2 separate regions of the Rattus norvegicus genome follow, and region 1 is linked to region 2. Evidence: chromatin contacts called from public Hi-C data. All regions are on one chromosome and are shown on one strand. The core of a region is the stretch at or near the end of the contact, and the rest is flanking DNA. Distances in the headings are between cores, read along the strand shown. Region 1 holds the start of Insyn2b (inhibitory synaptic factor family member 2B). Region 2 overlaps Dock2 (dedicator of cytokinesis 2).

Region 1 (4,993 bases), core at 246-2,745, 76 kb after region 2:
CTGCACTCTGTGGATGTTGGGAGACTCAGCCTATGCCAGCCAAGGTCCTCAGGGGCGGTCGGTTTCATTTTCTGGTAAATAATTTTGTCTGTGTGAATCCCCACCGTCTTATCTGTGCCCATATCCACTCCCAGAAGAATTCCTGGAAAGATCAACCTCTCCAACGGCGCCGTTAAGTGCATTGCAAGTCTCTGCAGAGAGATCAGTTACTGGATCGCCATGAATCAATCAGCCATGAGAGAACCTAACACCTACCGGGACTGGCATTTGTTAGGGATAAAGAAGACAAAGGAGATGTGGAGAGACAACCTTTGCTCTTAGCGAGTTTATTATTTAGTTGGGAAAGCATGATTAATGTTCATGAGGAAAGGAGTCAGACAAGAAGGAAATCAAGGTAGAGACCCGAGGAGGAGGTGGGTCTTGAGGGAACCCTGGGAGTGGAGAAGCATGCATTGTAGAAAGGCATGGCCCAGAGCATCACTCAGACTCTCCTGTGTTCTCCCTCCCAGGGTGTTAAGTGTCTGTGCTGGGGCCATGCTGGCATAGAGAAGCCGCACTTGAGGAGATACATTCTAGAAGCTGACAAAGAAAGCACTGGCCACTCGTCAAGCAGGGCTGAGATGATATTCTCAACTGTTTCCTGCCAGATCCTAGAGGGACTGCCATCTTGGCCAGAGGAGGTCTCAGTGTGGACCCGCCCAGGACAGATTTGTCTGAAGCTTGCCTGGATAGTGGTGGGGTACAGGGAGTATCCAGGGACTCCCACTGCTGAGGATTGGCTCGAAGTTCCATGTTGAAAAATAAAGTTGTGTGATACCTGAGAGAGAGAGAGAGAGAGAGAGTGAGAGAGAGAGAGAGAGAGTGAGAGTGTGTGTGTGTGTGAGAGAGAGAGAGTGAGAGAGAGAGAGTGTGAGAGAGAGTGTGTGTGTGTGTGTGTGTGTGTGTGAGAGAGAGAGAGAGAGAGTGTGTGTGTGTCTATGTGTGTGTCACAAACTGTGGCCTTTGTTTAAAAAATTCTCATGTTGTTAGAAATATCAAATACACATGCACGCATGTAATCTGTATATTAGCCGGCCTGTAGGTCTGCTCTAGTGCTGGACGTGCTAATGACCCCAGGAAGCCTCCTCTGCACTCCTTGGTAGGTCTCTTCAATTGGCTAAATGTGTCGCATGCTCTCAATTACCAAAGTAGCTCACATAGGTACGGGCTCCCATTGCTTCCTGGTTCTTTTCAACTAGGAAGTGAAGGGTGCCATGCCTTCCCAATCAGCAGGGCCAGTTATAGAACAGAATGGGGTGACGATGTAGGGTCCTCACTTAAGATACTATTGATAATTTTGGAACAGCTGAATAACCTTTTAAAAGAAGGGAGCTCTGTGACTAAGCAGGTCACCTGCACAGGACCTGGCGGCCACTAAACTCACCCCGTGTTAGGAAACACGGATATCTGGCCCAGAGCACCAAGCATAGACTTTCAGGATCCCCAGCCACCTTGCACAGAGGAATTCAAAGCCTTGGGGGGTTCCACCTGCTTGTTATTTCCTGGCTAGACCTCCGGGGGGCGGGGGTAGTAGTGAGTTTGCAGAATTATTCAACTCTTTCCAACCAGGCTGAAGCAGCTAACTTCACGCACGAGGTCTCACTGAAATCAAGAAATGACATTTTATACCTCTGGCTAGCTTAAACGTAGGGAAGGAAGAGAGTTTGGAGAGAGAGAGAGGTAGTAGAGGGGTGTGTGTGAGTGTGTGTGTGTGTGTGTGTGTGTGTGTGTGTGTGTGTGTGTGTGTGTGTGGGTGTGTACCTGTGCTTCCTCGGCTCCCTCCGTCTCTTCTCTCCCTTCCTGAAGGAATTCACCCTGCGGCCACTAGAGGGCTTTTCTCTTCATTTGGTAGCTGCCGTTCAGTTTGTTCGTCTTTTTATTTATTCCTACGTGAGCAGACCCACTACACTCCTTGCATATAAACAGTGAAAAATTACAATATAAAGGGCTTATTTTCCCTTCCTCTGGAGTTATCTCACTTCTGCTCAAAGGCTGACTCGTTGTAGGAGAAAGGGGGCTGCATCCTCTGCAGGTAATTCCACTGCTTGAAGGTAAGAGATATGGGAAGGTTTGATTTTTTTTTTTGTCTCTCTCTTTTTTTTAAATCGATGATCTTGTAGGAGAAAAAGAAATGCTGTGGTCTCTCGGACAACAGTTTTACTTTAAATCTTTGGCTTAACCGAGTGCTGAGACTGTGTGTGGGTGTGTGTGTGTGGTGGAAATCCACCATTGTCAGAACTGCAGGCTGCCCCAAATGCCTCGATCCGCAAGGCTCGTTATTCCCAGTGGCTTGATTTGAATTGGAAGAGGAGAAAATGTAAAGAGCAAACCTCAGAGGAGCTCAAGTTGCTTGGAATTACCTCGAACAGGCTGCGTTCTCTTAGGGTTTGTTTAAGGAAACTTCTATGCCTTTTTTTCTTTCTTTCTTTCTTTAAATAATGAAAGAGGGGAGGGGGTGGTTTCCATTCTCCCTTAGAGAGTTTGACCGTTTTATGAAATAAACCATTATTGTTTTATTAGGAGTCAGTCGGTGCCTTAGAGTTCACGGATCAATCCAAATCACTTTTTACCAGCTCGTTTATTTTCTCTGTCCTGATCGGCAAGCACGTAGAAGAGCCCAGTCGGGTGCCTTCCACTAGATTTGCATGCAACTGCCATGGAAGTTTAGACAGGTCACTTGCGTTTGCCTGTTAACCAAAAATTGACTGCTTTATCTTGAACCGGAAGCGTCCTGATTTTCTCCCACAGTGCCCAGCTCACTTTGGTATTGATCCTTAGGCGATCACATAGATGTGACTAACAGACACCCTGAAGTAGAGAGAGCCACAGGCACTAGGTTCATTAAAGGCTCTTCTCTGTCATTTGAATTGAATGGCCATTCACGCTCTCCCATGCAATGAAGGGATAATGGAAGCACATTGTGCTTATCTGATGGCTCCTTTCAAGACTGTCCTCAAAATGGCAATTGTGTCTTGGCCCTCTCCCGGTTTTTTTTTTTTTTTTTTTTTTTTTCCCAAGTTGAAGTCTGAGGCCAGACTTTCATACCTGCCATGTCTAAAATTCTTAGAGAAATTGGGGGGTAGGGGCGACTATTTTCCCTGGGCAGCCAACAGAGCCAGCCCTAAGGTCGCCTGCTGCTCAAACTTTATATCCTTAAAAGTTCACACTCCCAATCCCCTCCAACGACCTGGAGAAGCCTCAGTGTTGCACGGGGTTCTCGGGGAGTTGGGGGATCCCCTTGTAATCTGAGCCAATTAGAACCCTCTTCTTTTGACTCCTGGCAGAAATTCTATAATCGACATATATTTACTACCCAGGCATGAGGCAGCCACTCATCCATACCAAAGCAGCATGCCAGGTGCCTGGATAGGAAATTGCTTCTTAAAACAAGAGTACCAGAGGGACTTGCATATTAAATTCCAGAGAGAAATTGAATCTGAGACTCTGGCACAAACCAGGCAGAGTCACCTCGCTCTAATCGGGCGGTTTAAAATGTGGCTAATGAATCACAGCATGAGGAGACACAGTTTAAAACTAGGTCAAATGTATAAAAATAAGTGCAATCATCGCAGGCACTCGGCTGATGAGGGGTTACCTAAAGCCAGACTGGCGGGGCACGTTTGCCGCATAGGACCCTCTTTGGCTACCTGAGACAATCAATTCTTGTAACTAATTCAGCTCATCGCTACGCTCAGAGGGCTCGCACATCTGGGAGAGAACTGAAGCTGGTTTGAGGAAAACCAGTCAGGGTTTCTTTACTATGTTCCGTCAAGAAAACAAGAGAAAACCGATAGTGTATGAGCAACATAGCAGGTGACTTCAGTTCTGGTAGGAACTCTCCTCAGATCATTACCTTGGCTCTCTTGTATTAAAAGTCACGTCCATATAATATTATTATTGGAAATACTAATTGTTCTGCATACAACATTCAATTTAACCATGCCTACTTAGCAACCTTTGGTGCAAACACAGACATGCAGGTACACACACTCATACACACACACACACTCATACACACGAGTGTCAGGACTCTTGTGGTGCTGGAGTACACTGGGGCAAAGAAGGCAAATCATTTGCTCTGCTTTGGAGAATGAAATCGAGGAGGGGGGGTGCTCGGCTGGAAAGCATCCCCCACTCACCTGAGATTGGTGGGAGAGGTGAGAACACAGAGGGAAGGAAACAGTCAACCCCAGGAGCTTGCTACCTAAATGCCAACATTACTATGAGATAGCAGCTGGTGACGCGTTGCTATGGCAACTTCAGATAATGCGCACGACCAAAATAAAATACAATATAGAAAGCACCAAGGAGAGGGGATGAAGGAGAAAGTTTTGCCTGCCGAGGGAGGCTCACGGGGAGATGAAAAGTTCTGTGAACGGGCTACACTTTCGGGGACTGAGCTGAGAGTGGCCAAAGGCTGCTTCCGGGCTGTTCCTCTGCTCAACCCCTTGTCTGTTATGTGCTTATGTAACTGATTTTATTCTTGGATTAAACTAGTGCTGTCTGTATGGTGGATCCGGGACTGATTGGAGGTGGGAGACTGTGGTGTCAGGAAAAGCAAGGGCTCTGAAGCCCATTCATCTCATAACTTGGGCAGGCCTCTGGGAGTTGTAATTTAGAAAAGTCTTTAGGGAGGCTGAGCTGTCAGAGTGTTCTCTTAGAGCAATGCCAAGTCTGGCTACAGGGCTGGGCATCAGGGGAGTGTACAGTAGGGTGGCTAAGGCTGTGCTCCAAGGAGCTCATATCTAATGCTTACTCCATACAGAGCCACAAGCAGGGGGAGTAGGGGGGTCTTGAAGCCAGTTATGTGCCTGTGACCTTGAGTAAGATCTTGTGTGGCTTGCTCATGTAATGTGTCCAGAAAAGATTTAAAAAAAAACCAACACTTTATTTTATATGGAGAATAAAAGATTGAATTAATTTATATAAAAATCCTTGAAAAAATAGAGCCTTC
Region 2 (5,698 bases), core at 3,081-5,580:
GTCCCATGCAATCAGAGCTTTACAAAGAACCGCTAGCAAGATCCCAATCTCAAAACCTACGAATTCTGATAAAAACTGCATATTGAAGACTTCAGCTTCCTCTGGTTTAATAAAAGTCCTGTTTCCCTTTAAAGTCTAAGGTCCTGGAGTCTTTAGAAAATCCCCAATGTGAGTGTAGCGTTGCAAAACAATGCCATCCCTGGAGTGAAGCTCTAATGGGAAGGCTCGGGTTTGCCCATCCGTATTTCTGTGTAGCCTGGCACTGTGCCTGGGACACAGTGTGGGGCTCACTAAACAAGGGCTCTGAGAGTGGGTGGAAGAGAAACATACCAGCTGATGTGCTGAGTGTAATGACAAGAACACCACAGCACCTACACAGCAGGACCACACTATCTGAATGACCGTGCGTGCCGTAGTTAGAGCTCCTGGACACAGTAGGAGAGAGGCATGGCTCAGGGCACTTTCCTCTGGGATTATTGAATGGCCTCTGTAACCTGTGGCTTTGGGAGCCATAGGTCTTGCTATGGAAGAGGTAGACACTAGGGGGCGCTTCTCAAATATGCCTCATAAACTTTGAGGCAGTGATATCTAATGCAAGCTGCTTTTAGTCTCTCATGTGTTTGGAATCCTAATCAGCGCCAACACTTGGGAAGAATGTTCTTAGAAGGTGTAGCCTGCAACAACTGCTCTGTAAGGCTAAGCCCCATCCTCTGAAGACAGTGGATTTGGCATGGAGAACTAACCAGTTGAGAACAGGCTCCTGGCAGAGTCCCACTAGCAGCACACAGTCAATAAGTGAGACCTGGTAGTCCTCTCTGGATGCTCTAGGAGGGAAGGGACCCTTCCTGCTTCTCAGCAAGGGAAGTAACATTATTTGAGTACTGAGGGATACAGCTGGCCCCAGGAAGATGGAGACACTTGAGGAATATTTAAGTTTCATGGGTGGCACAGAGTGGGAAACAGAGAGAAAATTCCAGACACACCTAATGCATTCAGGGAAAGCGTGTCTGCAGCGCCCGCTCAGCGTTTCATTTTTAAAGTCCCACTTTGCATAAATTGGCAGAGGCAGGGAAGGACCTGAATTAGGAATACTTATTTTAAGAAAAGAGTCTGCACCCAACGCTTCTTAGTCCCTGATTTCCCTGGAGTAACCAAACCCCGTACCAAGGAAGGCGTGATCCTCTTTGCATGGTGACTGGCAAGGAGTAGGGAGGAGGGGTGGACAGCCTGCAGACTGCTACTCCTGGCCCCAGGCCTCTGCTCACTCCTCACCATCTTACCCCTCCTGTGTCCAACAGTGCACCATTTGCAAAGAGCCCAGACCCAGCAGGCGTCTGAGGAGGCTGCCAAAGACTAAAAGGAGGAAGGGTCTGGTTCTTTGAAAGCCCCTAACTGAGGGGATCCAGCAGATTGTTTCTTCTTTGGAAAAAAAGAGAGAGAGAGAGAAATAAAAGAGAAAGGGAGAGCAAAGAAAAGGCAGAGAGGAGGAGGAAGATGTGAGGGTGTGGGAGGCAGAGAGAGGCAAATGACAGAGAGGGGAGAAGCAAAGAGCTTCTAAGAGCCACGGACAGATGCACAGAAGGAGGTGGGGAAGAAGAGTGGGCAAGAAGAATACGACAAGACAAGGATATAGAGGCAGACAAATAACAGGTCCTCGGGCTGGAATCTGGCCGAGCCAGGCAGATGTGGACCCTTTGACCGTGAGCCAGCCCAACAAAGACCTCAATTATCTGCAGGACCTGATATCCATCTGCACGCTATCTGCAACAAACTGGGTCAGCCTCAGAAGGAAGGTGGTGGCGGGGGAGGGGGCAAGCCTTCTATTGTCTGATTGGTGCAAGCTGGTGGTGGATGTATGTGTGTGTGTGGGGGGGGGGTGGTTTTCATTTGAGCCCCGCTGTGAAAAGCTACTGCCTGAATTTAACATCAAAGAAAGCAATCTCAACCATCTTTAGCACAGCATCTATTGCTGCCCCGCCCCCGGCACTAGGCAACACCCAAGGGTAAGGTGTTCTGGTGAGCCAGCTCGGGTGTCATCCAGCATCAGAAGAGGAACAGGGGTGAGGAGCAGAAGGTCATGTGGAGTCAGGAGGGCCGGAGAACAAGGGAAAGAAGAGAGCCCCGGAAGGATGTTCCCATGCCCAGCAAAGCTGTACCTGCCATGCAATTAGGTCCTTGAGGCGGCTCAGCTTGTCCTGGTCCTCTGGGTGCTCCCTGCTATACTCTTCAGTGAAGAAGGCCTGGAATGGGGATGGGAGACAGGTGGGGACTTAAGAACTTTTGTTTATCAGGTGGGACACGTAGCCAATCTCTGGCATTGAGAGAAAACTTGATGGGAGAGAAGCTTCGAGGACCAGGCTTTGGGGTGGACCTTACCATAGCTGACATTGCTGCATTTTTTTTAAAACTGGGAGTTTCACATCAGCACCCACTGGAGATAGGCTGCAGACTCCAAGGAAGAACTGCCACCGTGGTCATAGGGTGCCAGGACCAGCAGCAGCTCCCCTGGAAACTTCCAAATGGGGAACTTGACATATAGTCTCTAGCCCCAACTGGGTTTTACTGAACTAAAATTCTGGGGGTTTGAGTTGGAGGGAGGTTTAGTGCAGGGCTTCCTGTGTTAGGGAGCCTGGGAGGGATCCTGAGGCTCCAGGGGATCATGGCTGAAGGGAGAAAGCTGAGAGAAGACCTTCCCCTCATGCTTGTGCAAGCCTGCCTCCCAGACTCCCTCATGGCTCCTCCACTCCTCCCTTCTGAGTTCCTATCCATATCACATGACCACTCTATGCAGGCACATTGCAGCAGCAGACCTGAAGGCTACACAAAGAGTGACCACAGATGTGTCAGGGTAGCCAAAAGGACTGACTGTGTGATGCTTATTCCTGCTTCTGAACTAGTGCACACGGGACATTCTTGCCTTTGCACCACAAAGTGACAAAGCACAGAGAATACACAGTGTGGTTTTGTAGGAAGAGGAGCTCATCCCTCATTCAGGGTCTGATAGTTGCAAGGCAGCTCAGGACTCTTTATTCTGAGTCATGCTAGTTCTTATTGGTACACGGCCATTTCCAATAGGGGCTACAACTATGACTCCAATAACTGACGGTATTTCCCTCTGGCCATCTACACCAGGTGGGTCAAATACACAATATTAGGCCCAAATATGTGGGGCTTCCAGAAGGGACCCCATGACTTGCATATCTAGACTATGCCTAGGCCTGTGGAGTTGGTCTCCCAGATTTCCGCATGTTTAGATTCTGAGTTTCTTACTTTCTCTGAATCTGTGTCTATGCTATTTCAAAACTTCGTAGAAGAGATGGGTTTACCAAATGTCATGGCTTGTGGCTTGTGGCTTGTAGTCACCTCGGAGCCTTATCTAGACAGACCTTCCCGGAGGTGCCAGGGGAACGGAGACCCTTGGGAAATTGCTTCTTCTTCATCCAGGTGTGGAATCAGGATGAGAAGGAAACTGTAGCTCAGGTTGAAACCTGATGACCAACCAAGCTAATTGTCCATCTGGGATCAAGCAAGGATGGGCATGGGCATACACTCCAAGTTCCCTCACCTTCTCATACTTGGCGAAGCCTCCCATGACAGCAGGGTCCACGATCCCGTTGAGGAGCATGGAGAGAGGGTTGATGGGGAGGCTTTCATCACTCTGGTACTGGTTTATCATCATCAGGATCTTCTCATTGGCTGTGGACATGGTCTCGATGGCATTCTCCAGAGGACTAATTGTGGTCTGTTGAGAAGAAGATTGGCACTAGAGCCTTAGCGGGTGGCAGAATCATTGGCATTGATTTCACTAGGGTAGGAATTCAAAGGCAGCCCCTACTCCCCAGGCTGCAGCAGGATCTGAGGGTAATGAGTCAGCTCTGGGGGCTGTGTCCTGGCCAAGGACAGGCTGGCTGGCTTTCTGCTTAGAGGAGAAGGATTTCTCTGGGGAAATACAGGCAGGAAGTGGCCGGCTCTGCTAAGACTTCAGAGGTTGAATACGTCCAGGAAGGTTTCTCTCCCAGCTAACTGGATAAAACGCACTTCAAACCAACTCATCACACACTGGTTGGAAGCCATTGTGTATGCTACTGGCCAGAGAAATCAACAGAGCTTGCTCTAGGAGCATCTAGTTTGGAACACAGCAGGCCCTGAGACCAGTCTGAGGGAAGATGAAATGGCAGTGAACTCTTCCCCCACACTTCTCATAAACTAAGATAAACAGTGGTGTTAATGACAACAGACAAACATCGAAGTTTGCAGAAGCTTACGGTCCAGAGTCAAAACCAAACTAGAGGTCAGCAAACATCTCTGCGATGGGGCCAGAGAGTAAATATTTTAGGATTGGCAGGCCAGATGGGCTCAGGTACAACAATTCCACTCTGTTACTGTCGAGCAGAAACAATGACCAGGCAAACTGGACAGGAAAGTGTGGTTGTCCCAACCAAAGCCTTCACAAAAGCAGAAGCATGCAGAAAGGCAGACCACAGACCCTGGTTTGCTGACCACAACCTGGTATGGTGAGCAGTGAGTACCAAATCTCAGGTCTGTGGTTTTCTATCTTTGTGATGCAGGGCCGAGTTTCCTCACCTTGTGAGCCCCAGATGACTCACCGGTAAGACTGGAGTAAGAACACCTACCTCAGGAACCTATTGGAAAATGTTGTTATTAATGCATACAAGTATTAGGACAGGGTGTATCAGTTATTCTGAAAAGGGAAGATCACTGGTGGGAAAGGATGGGAGGGAAGAGATAAGAAATTGGAGAAACCTTCATGGAGGAAGGGATCTAAGTTTATCGTCTATCATGATGGTGATGTGCCTGCCTCATTGGCTGTGTGGTGAAGATTAATTGAGACAATACAATATCTGACACTGCACAGCTCTTGAGAAATGTCCCCACTACTTGTCCCTACCATGTGAATGATAGGATCAGTCAGCCTCTGTAGCCACACTCTGAAGTTATTTCTATAATTACTGATCTAACACAGCTTCCCCAACCATTTCTCTGAGAGTTGCTCTCAGCGATTGTGGTGGTCTAAATGAGAATGGCCCCCATAGGCTCATGTGTTTGAATACTTAGTCGTCAGTAGGTGGAAATGTTTAGGAAGGATTAGGAGGTGTAGCCTTGGAGGATATGTGCCACTTGGGATGAGCTTTGAGGTTCCAAAAGTCTACGCCATTCCCAGCTAGCTCTTTCTCTCTCTCCAACTTGCAGGTCAAGATGTAAACTCTTAGCTACTGCTCCAACACTATGCCTGCTTGCTGTAATGCTTCCCACTATAATGGTCACGAAGGCCTAACCTTATGAAATCGTGAGCCCCAATAAGCACTTTCCTTATAAGTTGTCTTGGTCATGGTGTCTCTTCACAGCAAAAGTAACTAAAACAGAGATGGAAGTTTCTTCAATGAGAAGGCTCCGGGAGCAGAATTCCTGTCACTACCATTATCTTTCTGTCACCCATAGTATTAGTCAGTGACATGCTACTATAACTAAGTGCCAATTTTCCTTATAAGGAAAAGAGGTTTATTTTGCTCATGATTCTGGAGGTCAGAGTCTGAGATCAGGCAATTCCCTGGGTTGGGCCTCAGGTAAAGGCAGTAGATTCAACAGTGGGAAGGTTGTGTCAGTGTAGACTCTCACATCATAAGCAAGGAGAGAAAGTGAGAGATTTGGAGCTCCCAATCCTTAACCTAAGAAATTC

The links. A called contact is a pair of places that touch in the nucleus more often than the background predicts.
Region 1: a Hi-C map of liver shows a contact between it and region 2, with 4 times the contacts expected there. The contact joins the promoter of Insyn2b here to the enhancer-like site in region 2. A contact is called at or near these places in 5 of 12 Hi-C or Micro-C datasets (Schwann cells, frontal cortex, hepatocytes and 1 more).

The regions. Positions count from the first base shown.
Region 1 is chr10:19,419,066-19,424,058 of GRCr8, forward strand. It overlaps Insyn2b (inhibitory synaptic factor family member 2B), which reads left to right and starts at 1,496. Exons shown (of 4, transcript XM_008767623.4): 1 at 1,496-2,090. The region is part of intron 27 of Dock2 (dedicator of cytokinesis 2); the gene reads right to left.
Region 2 is chr10:19,340,606-19,346,303 of GRCr8, forward strand. Dock2 (dedicator of cytokinesis 2) reads right to left here. Exons shown (of 52, transcript NM_001419946.1): 45 at 3,566-3,742; 46 at 2,157-2,240. Among named protein-coding and RNA genes, the nearest start is that of Foxi1, 29 kb to the left of the region's middle. Within about 2 kb of position 4,331, at least 1 of the 93 cell types and tissues checked has an H3K27ac peak or open chromatin away from gene starts, as enhancers often do. A contact at or near this core is called in liver, where this site is marked.